Linked DNA regions of Bombyx mori: region 1 is linked to region 2. A link is a contact called in public Hi-C data. All regions are on one chromosome and are shown on one strand. Each heading gives the region's core, a stretch centred on a gene start, on an enhancer-like site or on the middle of the called end of the contact. The rest is flanking DNA. Distances are from core to core; before and after follow the strand shown.

What was found. A called contact is a pair of places that touch in the nucleus more often than the background predicts.
Region 1: a Hi-C map of whole pupa shows a contact between it and region 2, with 2.8 times the contacts expected there. The contact joins the promoter of LOC101736594 here to the promoter of LOC733024 in region 2. A contact is called at or near these places in 3 of 7 Hi-C or Micro-C datasets (middle silk gland and whole pupa).

Annotation. Positions count from the first base shown.
Region 1 is chr26:2,145,621-2,152,539 of ASM3026992v2, reverse strand. It overlaps LOC101736594 (zinc finger protein on ecdysone puffs), which reads left to right and starts at 4,070. Exons shown (of 11, transcript XM_004932969.5): 1 at 4,070-4,333; 2 at 4,481-4,783; 3 at 5,761-5,924; 4 at 6,502-6,763. The coding sequence starts at 4,487.
Region 2 is chr26:1,608,756-1,615,960 of ASM3026992v2, reverse strand. It overlaps LOC733024 (26S proteasome regulatory ATPase subunit 10B), which reads right to left and starts at 4,466. Exons shown (of 9, transcript NM_001047019.1): 1 at 4,284-4,466; 2 at 3,543-3,662; 3 at 3,044-3,180; 4 at 2,251-2,349; 5 at 1,328-1,477; 6 at 193-316. The coding sequence starts at 4,389.

The DNA.
Region 1 (6,919 bases), core at 2,821-5,320, 540 kb before region 2:
ACAAGACGCAGTGCGGCGCGGCTGTGGTGCAGGAGGCTGCCTTGTGCCCCGGTTGGCCGCAGCGGAAACACAAGCCGCTGCGGTCCACGGTCGACGGGCACTTGGCGAGGCCGTGGCCGGTGCCGAAGCACCGAAGACAGCGCCACGGCCTGGCATCCTGCAGCTGCACGTGGGCCACTACCCAGCCCACGCGCAGCCTTCCTGGGCTGTCGGAAGGCCGCCCCTGTGGAGGGGTGGCGAGGAGGGTCGCCGTTGCAATCGGGCAACGCGCCCACGCCGTCCGGGTTCCGGAATATGTCACCCGGAGCTCTCCGACTTTGACGTCGGCGAGGGCGCAGTTGCCCTGCGACGCGATGGCCGCGGCGACCTCCTCTTTCGTGGCGCACTCGTCGAGGCCCGTGATTTTTACTTCTCCCATCTTCACGGGCCGCGCGATGCGCACCACCTCGGGGTCCGGCAGGATCTCCCTCAGCCGGGCCGCCAATTTTTCGGCCGCGGCGTTTGTGTTGGGGCCGGGGCACTCTATAAGACGAGCCCCGTTGGCCGTCTGCCGGACCTTGATGCCCCCCTCCACGCCGAGGGCGTCCACATTCACGCCGCCGCGCGCCTGGGTCATCACCTCGTGGTAGGTGATGCCCTTTTCTTTGCCGGCGGGCAGCAGCTCCACTACCACTGCAGCCGACCGCGGGGCGCGCGGCCTCCTTCTTCCAGTTCGGCCCCTCGGCTCCGCTCGACCCTCTTGGCGGGGAGCGGCGGCCGCAGGGGCGGGCTTGGGGCGCGGCGCAGGAGGCGCCGCCACCTTTTTGGGCCCGCGCCGCACTACCGTCGTCCAGGCCTCTTCCATATTGGCCGGGGCAGGGGGCAGTGGGCGGGGCAGGGGGGTCGGGGCCGGTTTGGCGGCGTTGACGCCCCCCTTCTTCTTATTTCGGCTCCTGCCGGGCCCCGCCTTCGCAGGCTGGGACGGGGCAGGAGCAGTCGTCTTAGTCTTCCGCTGGCCGGTGACTGGTGCTCCTGAGGGGGCGGGTTTTGGTGCCCCCGTATTTTGTTGGTTCCGCGATGGTCCAGGCTTGGCCGGAACAGTAGCCGAGGCGACCGGGCGTGCCGCAGGTGTCGCGCCCTTTGTAGGGCCGCCATACGTTCTGACGGCCACTGTTTTCCGGGGTGCTGGCACGGGCGCACTGCCTTTCGCCTCATGGGCGAGGGGCGGCCTCGCACGCTCCACCCTGGAGCTGCGTGCTTCCTGTATGAGGAGCTGCCGCCTCAGCTCCTCGACCTCAGTGAGGCCTTCTACTTCGGGCGGAGGAAGGACAGGGGCCGAGCTGCGTTGCCGCTCAATGAGGTCGGCAACCATCGTTCGCAACTCGGCCATGTCCACTCTAAGTTGCCCATTCGCCGCCTGAAGTTGGCCATTCTCGGCCGATACTTGCTCGAGGCGGGTGTGCAGCAGGGCCACTTCCTGCCGCAAGCCCGCCGTCTCCACGGTTGTGGTGCGGTCCACAACGTCCTGCAGCCTCTCCTCCAGTGTGGCGGCCGCCGATTTCATGGCCGACACTTCGGTGCCCTTGAGGCCTCCAGTCGATTTGGCTGCAATAGTCGCAACTATTTTGCCAACTATCTGACAAGATCGGAGGGGGTCAGAGGGACCCACCAACGTCAGGGCTCTCTGTAGGCGCTCAATCTCTTCTAGCTTCCTTTCCTTTTTATTTTTCGCCTCACGGCAGGCGGCCCTGGACTGCGCCGAAGAGGCAGCGTCCAGTCCGCAAGACGACGGCTTGTCAAAGTCAGTGGCGGGCGGCGCCGAAGCAGCCGCCGGTCCTTCTGCCAACGCCATGTACTTGGCGCTGGAAGGCTCTCCTTCCGACGAGTCGGACTGAGCGGAGGATGCCGGCTGTCGAGCCGACTTCCGCTTCCGTCGTGTCCGCTGTCGGGTGCTGTCCACTAACAGCGCTGGCGTCTCCCGCCCACTAGACGCATCGCCCCTCGCGGAGCTCCGCGCCGAGTGCAACGAGATCAAACTCTCGCAGCGCTCGAGTAGCACGGTTGGGACTCTGTCCCTTACGCGACCCGTGCTGTCGCCCCCTTCCTCGTGGCAGTGTGTGCCCCCCCCAGAAACGGTGGGGCAGCGTGCGGCCGATCGCTCGACCGCACGGAGGGATTCTCCCCCCGCGGAGCGGGAGGTACCCTCCTGGGGTAATAAGTTCTTCACAGGTGCCATTTTTCATTTTTCCTTTTTGATTAACCAGGGGTCGGTCCCCTGGGGTCTGGTTGGTACCCTTGGGACTGGACTCCCTCCAGCCATTCATCCCATCGCCGGGCACCAGAGCTTAGGATTGGGGCATTTTTTAAAGAGGTTTACGTCCTCGCGGCCCCGTGCCTCGCGGCAGCGGCCCCCGTCCCCCACGCGGTGAGGATTACGGGTTGGCCGGCGGCCCGCCGAGTGCAACGAGCAACACGGCAGACCACCGCCCGACGCTCAAAAGAGCAGCAACGACGAAGCCACGCCGGTATACCGGTACCCCCCTCTGGAGGGCGTGCCCCTGTAGCCGAAGCCGGGGACATGGCGACCAGCGGCCGGAAGATGCGTAAGCAACGCCGGCTCACTTCTCCATCGAAGGGCAGGCCAAAAGTGGCCCACCACCACCCATGGGTTACGTCCGAAACAGGTCGGACGTGACCCGAAGAAAAACAAAAAAGGGGGGAAAAGGGGACAAGAGAGGGAGCCCGAGCGTCTCCAGGAGGAACACCCTTCAGCGAGTGAAGGGCGTGGAGAGCCCGCAACTCCCCCTGCTGGTTTTGGTCCGCGTCATCCGATCTCTTTCGTTGCAAAGCCTAACTAGGCTACCCTACTCCTACACCTAGCCTACCTACCTAACACCTAGAAATCCTTGCAACGAAAAAGACCGGACGATACCCCTGGGAGTGGGACTGTTCCCAGAGGATCCCGTTATCCGCCACCTACGGACGCGCCCGGTGGAAGTCCAGCAAAACTCCCCCACAGACGGAGCCCCCGGCCACGCAGAGTGCGCGCCGGGGGGCCCGCCCAGGTCCCTCGGGTAATTTCAAGTTCCTATATTTATGTTTTTTTTTTAAATTCAATTTGATCTCTCGCCCTCGCCGGTCGACTATCTATTTTTCATACCCCTAAGTGATAAGGGTTGTCCACCCCAAACATTTCACTGGTGGTAGGACCTCTTGTGAGTCCGCACGGGTAGGTACCACCGCCCTGCCTATTTCTACCGTGAAGCAGTAATGCGTTTCGGTTTGAAGGGTGGGGTAGCCGTTGTAACTATACTGAGACCTTAGAACTTATATCTCAAGGTGGATGGCGCATTTACGTTGTAGATGTCTATGGGCTCCTCTAACCACTTAACACCAGGTGGGCAGTGAGCTCGTCCACCAATCTAAGCAATAAAAAAAAAAAACTTTTATTTGTTGGATTTTTTTTTTTTGTTATAATGAGGTATTATATGGTTGAATGAGGTTTTTTTTCTACACTAGAATTTCTCTAAGAATCTTATATAAGGCAACACAACGTTTGCCGGGTCAGTTAGTATGTCTATATTTAAAGGTTGGTTCACTATAACGTTTTTTATGCTAACCAAATTTGTTCTAAAAACCATTATTTGTGAAGGTGTTTTTATTAAGATGTTATTCATTACAACATTGAAACACCCAATCACTTCAAGATAGGCTTTGACAATTATAGATTTTTCTGGATTTCTCCAGGATCCCATCATCAGATCTTGATGATTACAGGACCATTCGGGAAGTCTACCATTTCGAAAAAAAAAAAGAAAAAAGAATTATCAGGTTCAAGCATTCTCGAGAAATCGGTGAACATACATATATAAAAAATTATGGTCGAATTGAAAACTTCCTCATCTAAAGTCGGTTAAAAAAAAAAGCGTGATTTTGGTACCTTAAATAGCTCCTTAACATTCTATAATTCAAAAATATTTTCACTTACCACGTAAATGAAGAGACGAGTAAAATTTAGCGTTATGCCAAAGTAACTATTCCACGCGAACGAAGTTGTGGGCAAAACTAGTGTATTACATATTTTATCTATGATTTATGTGGTATTGTTGGCTTGTTGGCAGCACTGCTGCCCGACGCGACCGGCAGCCATTCGCCATATTGCGTAGAGATTTGTACCAACATTCATTAGCTGACTTTGCTTTTGTAATTCCTACTTTCGTCGTGGTACTGTTCGAAATATTTCGTGTTTAATTGCTATTTAATCTAGTCAATAACTCTGATCAGTGATTTCATTTCATATAAATTCTTGTTTGCGTCATTTTCAATCAAAACCCGAACGGATTCCAGTAAAATTGTAAGTTACGACTTTCGATTTAACACTAAATGCTACATGATTAACTAATATTTTATCACATCTATCAGGCCAAGCGCTGAATAGTCATAGTTTGAATGTAGTATTTTTTAGGAAAAAGCTTTAACAAAATACCGTTTCTTCTCTTAGACAAAGATGGCGAACCGCAGACCACAACCGGGACGCCGTACGGACTTCGGTAGAAACGACCGTGGGAAAAACTTTCCACGTAACAATGTGTCCCCGTGGCAGTCCGGAGGCCCGGGGGAGCGGTTACCCAACCTTTTCCCTCTGGCTGGAGGCTCCGCCGAGGCCACGCTGGCTCTTGCCAGTAACCTCCTTAATTTGTTCCAACCGAAGCAGAACCCGGTCCCATCGCTCCTAGACATGCCCATTAGAAGGGACTTTGGGCCTAATATGGGTCGGTTTGACCGTGGGTATGAGCCTAATAGGGTGAGTGTGATTTAGTATAGGAAATGTGCTTAGCTTTTCTCTTTCAAAGAGTCTGATAGACGGTAATCAGTGCTATATTCTCATTAAATAAAGACCAGGCTTAAATTAAAATAAGCACATCAAATTGCTTCTTTTAATTAAATCTGGTGATCTGTGCAATCAAAATATGGTGAATTATGATTAGACCAAAGTATAATAAACACATTATTTCACTTCAGGCAATTCAATAAATAAACATTAAAATTTAGTCTGCCTAAATTTAACAATAGAAATCGTATTTGATGAATGCATGTGTGTGATTAAAACAAGTTGTGTTTATATATAAATTATAAATGTAGGTATTGAAACTGTTTTAACATAATAGACTATTATTAATCTATTTTGTACTGTAAGGCTTTTTACAACATAGTCAAAATTGTTATCCTCATTTAAAAAAATTAACATGAATTATGAGATTTATATTTAAAAAATTTAAGTATCCTATATACTTTGCCTTCTTACTACATTTGAAAAATATATTGGAATCGAACCTTTGTTATTTTGTCTCAGAACAATTGCAATTTTTGAGACTTGAAATTAAGTAGTAACTTAATCCTGTAAAAACTAGAAGTTGTATCTAATTAATTATTATTTTACTGAGTTAACTGGTTTTCATGGTTACAGCAGAACTGAGTGGAACGGTGGGACCAACAAGTCTTGACAAAAAAAGCTGTACTTCTCGAAAGTTGATATCAACATTAATCTTCTTTTAAAATGCTGAAAATGATTCATTCAATGTTAATCTGTGAATTTTTCTAGTTGTTGTCAAACACCATTTTTAATGCAATTAATAAAATTCCCAAAATTCAAATTCAGTTGCCAATATAGACCCTGTGAAATTTTGTGTCAAGTACCTTTTTGGAAAATTGCAGTTCCTCCTCCGGACATGCTAGTCCAAAATTTTTCGAACTAACAATATTCTAATGAATTCCCTTTAGATGGGCAATCATGGTAATTTCCGGCGTACGGGAAATTACAATCGCGCTGGTGAGCGTATCAACATGAATCGTAAACCGTTCAGGCCCAATGAAGGGCAACGGCAGCATAACAAGAACTCCCCGAAAAAGGAAACCGATTCTAAAGCTAAGCCTGTTAAGGAGAGGTAAGGATTTCCTCCTGGTGGTCACACCTATCTTCTGAGCCTCTTTGGGCTACACTTCACATAGTTCCGTTCACCAGCTGATTAATTTTTATTTAGCCAATTGGTGACTGTCTTTGGGATAGTTTTCTTGGCATTTCATTGTTTCTCAATATTGAAACTTTCAATTATATTTCAAAAGACCGTCGTCTTTGTTGACAGGTTGTCTGTCTGTATTGTCCAGTAATTGGGCCATTTGTATGTTTGCGAAAAATTGTTCCTGACTAAATAAATAATTTAAACATGATTGGAGTCTTCGAGCATTTTTGTGCCTTTTGGTATAAAAATGTGCACTTAAATTGTGTTTAATATTGATTTTATACAGTTGCAATGCTTAGAAACATCTAAAATAGAGATCTTTTCAATCATCAGCAATTTCTGAATTATATTTGAGTCATAAATCTTCCCATTAAAAATGTATTAAAAGCTTAACTCCTAATCATACTCACTGAATCAAATTGTGGTGTGATAAGTGCAGAAGTGACAACATAAAATTATATAGTGAATGTTTTCATGCATTCACAAACTTAGTTATTCACAGTGAACAAGAAGAGAAGACTACTGAGACTGACAAACCTGAAAATGAGAGAAAAGCGCCGGAAGAGGATGAAAAGCAAGATGTTCCTAAAACGCGCTATGATGACATCAACTCAAAGCTGCTGAAATGTCACATCTGCCACAAGAGCATGTGGGATGGACGTTCATTTGAGAATCATCTCAGTGGAAGAGCTCATGCCATTATGATGCAGAAGACTGTTGAGAGCTATGCTCTTACTGCTGATACAATGAGACAAGAATATAAGGTTAGAATGTATATTTATTTATAGATTAGCTAAAATGATCTCATTTAACACAATCTGAAGTAGGTACAGGTGCAACATTCTGATGTAAATACTGCATTTTAGTTAGACATAAGTTTTTGTGTCTATAAACTTTTTATTCTCATCTAGTCGAAACGC
Region 2 (7,205 bases), core at 3,217-5,716:
ACATGTTATGGCGAAGCTGAAATAGCCTCTCAAGGCTATCAGCGTAGGTAGGAAATAATAAAAAAAAACGTCCCTTCACAATAGAATGGAGACTTCAACCTTTATGTATAGCTCTTGACGGTAATGTCTCTAAGAGGTTGCATCCACAAGCAGCTGTTATTACACACGGACTAATTAGCTACTGGCACTCACCGATGGCATCGATCTCGTCCATGAATATGATGCAGGGTTGGTGGTCCCGCGCGTAGTTGAACATCTCCCGGATGAGGCGGGCCGATTCACCGATGTACTTGTCAACAATCGCCGATGACACCACCTGTAATGTAAATTGATCCATAGCTCAGTTTTTTTTTATTGCGTAACTGGGTGGATGAGTTCATAGCCCACCTGGTGTTAAGTGGTTAACGGATCCCATAGACATCTGCAACGTAAGTACACACTTTGAGATATAAGTTCTAAGGTCTCAGTACAGTTACAACGGCTGCCCCACCCTTCAAACCGAAACGCATTACTGCTTTACGGCAGAAATAGGTAGGGCGGTGGTACTGTTACGGGGTGGGTCCAGGAGTTCTTTTTAAAAAAGGAAACGGTGACTGGCACCGAGTTTATTTTATTAAAGAAGTAGTACAAATTATGTGTGTTCCCACTACTCAAGCCAACTCTGTTCTGCCGCGCTTTAGCAATATATCGTCTTTATATAGAGATAATGCATTCAAGAATGCCTTAGTCGGCATTATTATTTATATTACGTTATTATTGAGGGGCATATGTATCAGTACCTAACCATGCGGACTCACAAGAGGTCTACCACCAGTAATACATCTAATATATTTAACAAGTAATAAAGTGTTACACAGCAATGAGGAAAAGTTTTAAGAAATGTTTGTTTCTTAAACGATAATATATTTTGTCTGAAGAAGCAGATAGAGTGGCTGCACCAACACGTGCAAAGACAGCATTGTCAACTGAGGCTATATAAATGATGTCACGTGATTATTAGAGCCTCTGGACATCACTACAATCTGACCATAATGCATGTTGATAGTACACCCACATCACTAAACACCAGATTGCATTGCAGTACACTGGTATAATACTCAGAACACACTAAATGGCCATTCTCTGATGAATAGCTTAGTCACTTAATAAGCCCCTCAGGATTATAGTAGTCCTATTTTAAGTCAATATTTTGCAGTCGTCCATGTGTGTGAACAGATTTCAATTAACCATTAAATTTCCCAGTTTCCAATTTAAAACTTATGAAATGTGTATTTCTTTTAAGTGTAAATTATTTATCTTTCTCTATAGACTGGTAAACAATAAATACCTTTAAAAAGTTAGCATCGAGCTGTGAAGCCACAGCCCTCGCGAGCAAAGTCTTTCCTGTACCAGGAGGTCCGTACAGCAAACATCCTTTGGGTGGAGTGATACCGACTCGAACAAACAGCTCTGGGTTCATTAGGGGAAGTTCAATCACCTGTATGTAAACATATCATTTACTTGATGGGGGAAACCGATAACTGTTACATCAATGCTACTAATTGCCTTTGTGTACAATGATACACATATCGACGCTTGAAAGGCAAACGTGACTAAGCGACAATGCGTAAACTTTACAGTAGACTAATTTAAAGTTGTAATACCTGAAAAAAATTTTATTTTAACAGATCTAGCTGTAGGATTGAGATGATTTGAATCGACGTAGAATATTTTTTTTGTGCATCGAATATAGTTACTGCCTATCATTTATGTACAAAGCAGTTATTGTTGCTTAGTCACGTTTGCCTTTCAAGCATCAATATGTAATTAACTCAAAATTGAACTCACATAAAAACAAAAACAAAAAATTTACAACAGTCCACATATTTATGGTGTTACTCAAGCTTGTGAAACATACATTAATAGATCCAGCTTAAATATGTTGCAGAGAGCTTTGTAAGCTTCTTATCAGTACTTTTTTTTGCTTGACTATCTATGTTTCAGTATGGTTTTCTAAAAGCATTGATCTTAATGTTAATTATTATTATGTTCAATTGAACATAATACACTTGTGTGAAAATAACACACTTGTGTTCAATAAAGATTATACCATATGTGATTGAAATCAGTACTAGCTATACAGGGTTTGCGTTTGATTGCCAGAAGCCATTGGCATCTGAAAGATAACTTATATTTGGAAACTGCTATATCGATGATACCAGACCTTGGCTTGGGGTCATTAGATGAAGTCATATCTGATTATAGACATACCTCTCTCAGCTGTCTAATCTGTTCTTGAAGACCTCCTATGGCGGAATAGGTCACGTCACCAGGATCCTCATGACTCATGTTGTAAACTAGGGGATCAACCTATGTACAGATGGCAAGTATATTATTTATAAAATCAAAATATTAAATTAAATGTTATAATAATACACATTCCATAGTAGACACATAAAGGATTATGTACTAAAAAAAAAGATAAAAGGAAGAATACACTAAAATAGATCAAATCAACACTGGATACAGCAATTAAACTTCTTAATGGAACCACTCCACTTAAGTATTAAAGAAAAAATACTTTCACTGATTCTAAAATCAGCAAAAAAAAACACTAGGGAAATCAATAAAATCCTGTATGTAAGTAAAAAAAAATCGGTTGTCTGTGAAGTCGGTTTACTGACGATAGTTGAACGTGACAACGTCATAAGAAACTACTGATGGAATGGTTTCATTTTTCAATTATCGCAATTATCGTTGCTATAAACAATTGACACCACATACACTTTTCACTGAACTTCATACTTGATGAAAACATGTAAATGTATTATTATATAGCAGCTGTCCACGCGGATGCATCGCTCACTCGAGTAGGAGAGAGACAGATGTCGAACGCTGCCGAACGCGGAGGCCGATTGTGCCTCTTTGTCGTAACGCCGCATGAGTCATGTTTTTTCGTGCGCGCAGCCAGCTCCAACGAATTATAAGTTGTCACGTCAATAAAATTTGAGTATTTTTTTTAGTAAGTATTTGGTGCATCTACAATTGGCATTAGTCAACATACCTCTCTAGGCAGATGTCTCATTATTGTAAGAGTAGTCATGTCGAGGGCAACTCGTGTTCCTCCTTTAAGCTTGTTCTTGTCAAGTTGCCGACGACAGCCAACAACGTAGCGAGGGCCATTAGTAGCTTTTACAATAACTAGAATTGGAGAGATTTTAATATATTAAAGTTAATTAACAAATTCCAATCAAAAGTACTACATATTGAAGCTTGAAAGGCAAACCTGACTAAGCGACAATGCGTGAACTTTACAGTAGACTAATTTAAAGTTGAAATACCTAAAAAAATCTATTTTAACGAATCTAGCTGTAGGATTGAAATCATTTTAATAGAACTAGATTTTTTTTTGAGCATCGAATATGGTTGTTGCCTATCATTTATGTACAAAGCAGTTATTGTCGCTTAGTCACGTTTGCCTTTCAAGCGTCTATATGTTAATGCTTAACAATGATATTTAAGTTTCAAACATAAAAACTTATTAGTTTTGTATGAGTACTCACATTTTTCTTCTGTGAGCTGTTTCAAGACTTCTCCAACTATTTGTCCAACACTTTGTAAGGCTTTCAGGTCATTTTCACTCTTGTCATATTGTTTGGTCAAATCTTTTAGTTGGTCACGACCTGAAAATGTTTGAATTTTCATTGTCAATTTTGATCAGCTTTTCATAGAGAACATATTCTTGCTACAATTCCCCTACTAATCTATCTATTGGGTTTATGGCATTTCCTTTTAGATTTTGCTAATGTCAAGTGACAAGTGTATTACTCTGCTTTCTATAGCGGGCTTCGTGAATGAACAAGGTCACGGATTGTAACTAAGAATTAAGTGAGTAGCTAAGAATGTTTGACGACAGGATCGCTGTTGATGTACCTAAAACAAATAAGACGCACACAATATATATACAGGGGTTAGTTCGTTAAAAGACAGACAAACTACAGCTTAATATTATTATTTTATTTATTTATTTATTATGGTTAATGAATGAACTAAGAATATAAACGAAAGGGGAGTTGACAAGGAATAGTCTTTTGTTAAGTTTTATTGTCAAACTGTCTTTTCGTGTCAAAAAAATACCAGAGCTTAAGATTAATATTTTAGTTTTATTAATAAAATCCTATTTATATTTGATAATAATTAAAAATGCACTTATGAAATGAACAAAATTATTTGAACTGTAATATGTTTAGTTATTACTGAAACTCAAAATAATGAGTTGATGATTCGGCAAAAAATGTTCTTGCCTTCTTTGAGTCGTGACTCGACTTCCTTATGCTCCATGAGCTTCTTTCTGTAATCCTGGAAGGCCTTTTCTCTTAACGGCTCCATGTCCGATGTACTAGCCGGCATCGTGAACAATTTAAATTATTATTAATTTTAACTTTATTGTTCAATGAAATTTATCACAATTCACGAAGCTTGACGTTTCATTGGCGCAGCTCTGACACTTCACTTTTGACAGTAGCAGTTCCACTTTTCCAAGTGGAAAGGCGAAGGTATCACATCATACAGCCTAATCTTTTGTACCTATTTATTTTACATTCTATTCTCTTTCTTGAAAAATGATATGAAGTTGATCATTTTGAAACATAAATGAATTGAGATGAAATTAAAAGAAATGAGATGAGATGATATAGGATGAAATATAATCTTAGTAAAATGGTGGCTATTTGCGGAGACTTTTTCAGTGGACTTCTTGGAAGATCCCGAGAAGCTACGTTCTGCGGCTTTGTGTCATTTTCCTACATTTTTGCACTTTCACAGATACTAAACAGTTAATAAACCACCTTTATTACATATTTAAACCTGAAGAAACCCTCAATGGACAAAATAAAACAATTCACCCAACTTCTTATTTTCTAACAAGTATTTATTTATAGAGTTACATAATTTAAATTTTTTTAATAGGTAATTGCATTTTTTAAACGTTTACCTTCTTTTTTATTTCTAATTCAGACTATATACATAAATTATACAATATACACGTTAGTTCTCATTCCCGATCCTGCGGACAGAATGGAAAGCAGTCGACGTCGCCCTAAACACGTCATCTCGGATCCTCCTGATCCACTAACGGTGCTTTTAGGTACTTCAAGCACCGGTCACCGTTCTCGTCGAACCCGTCGCTTGCGACGAAGGGCTCGACGAGTAAATTAACTCTCAGACACAGCCCACTGAGTTTCTCGCCGGATCTTCTCAGTGGGTCGCGTTTCCGATCCGGTGGTAGATTCTGCGAAGCACGACTCTTGCTAGGGTTCGTGTTAGCAACATCGTCAGGTTTGAGCCCCGTGAGCTCACCTACTAAAGTTAGGGTTACGCTGAAATAGCCGCTAGGGCTATCAGCTTAGGTAGGAAGAAAAAAAAAAAAAAAAAAGAAAGTGTGTGTAAAATTTTGCTCTAGTAGCACAAGAATTTAATTAGTGTGAGAGCATGTAATCGGACGGTATTTATGTGTAATTTGTACATACTGCAGCTACTTCTCTATTGATCTAAACTAATTTGAGCTTGACTAGATTAATCAATGTTTACTACCTTTTTTTTCTGCTACTTAATCGTTGGTAGCATAAGGGGCTATTCCAACTTAGCAGTTCAGTAAGTAATCTTACAGAGCTCAACTTGGGAGGGCTTACTAACGTTAGACCTCGCAAGAGCAGTGCTTTGCTGAATTTACTTTCGGTTTGGAATCGCGACCCACTGAGAAGATCCGGCCAGAAACTCAGGGTTGTGTCTATGGGCTAGGTTGCACTAACTCTTGGTCGCATTTGACGGGTTCGACGACAACGGAGACCGGTGCTTAGAGTGCCTAAAAGCACCGATAGTGAGTGGTTCGGGATGATGAGAAATGACGTGTTTTTTCAGAACGGGCGTTTATTCAGAATAACTACTTTATCAAAAAATCCGCTAAAGAAATCAATGTTGTTACATGATTACATACAATGTTGTTGATTTTATAACTTTAACTTGGCTTGTATTAAATTGTTATCCTCTCAATACAATGTAACAATACCTTTGAATAAAACTACGAACAACATAGAACATTAAACGTCATTTTGCAATTTGCAATGAAAAATTTTTAAAGTTTATAAAACTTTACTCGAACGAATTTTCGCACGATAAAAATTTACGAGCATTCTGCTGTTTTTACGAGTTTCCTTCAAACTATCGCTATCATGTCGACGATTACGTTGTAAACTCGACACGTCCATTTTGCAGGAAGCCAGTATTACGCGCGTAAACTGGATCGTTCCCTACGACGATGATAATAATCTGTTAAATAAAGTTTCCGGTGATAATTTTCGTTAAGCTCATAAATACGATATTGTTTGAAGGGTTTTTACCACGATTTCCACAGTCGATTGGTTCTAGAAATTTCGACGTTGCGAACACGACACTCCAGCTCTATAATAGTGTTAATATTGGTTTCATCTTCTTCTTCTTTGTATCCACCTTATCTCACTAGGTGGAGTCGGCACAGCGAATTTTTCTATTTCATTCACCTCTGTCAGCCGTCATTTCAACACTCACTCCTCTATCTCTCATATTGTCATTCACACACTCCATCCATGTCCTCTTCGGTCGACCTCTGCCCCCTCTACCTTGCACTGCCATTTCCATACATCTCCTAGTCACATGCATTGCATCTCTACATATCACATGTCCATACCACGATAACCGTCTACTCTTTAATTTATCAATCCTTGTTAGTCGATTCAGAACAATTATTAAATATTTTTTGTTTTATAAAATAAGTATATTTGCGTATGGAAGTAAAAAGCCGCATGTGGTTCGCGAGCCGCAAATTGCCGACCCCTGGTATAAGAAGATACACTGTAAGCAACAAGCCTACCAAGGCATGCACGTACACAAGATAGAAGGTAGAAGTGAGTAGAGATTTACATACGTAGAGCAGAGGATAACAATGAAAGGTACCGATGCTGAGAAAGTACGTGGAGTTGGATTCCGCATACGTAGTCGTCAATAAACATCCAGGCAGACTTCGGAAGATGGGCCCCCCTAAGCATTTCGTCATTTCGTCACATAACAACGTGAACTGGTGGTAGGACCTCTTGTGAGTCCGCACGGGTAGGTACCACCGCCCTGCCGTGAAGCAGTAATGCGTTTCAGTTTGAAGGGCGGGGCAGCCGTTGTAACTACACTGAGACCTT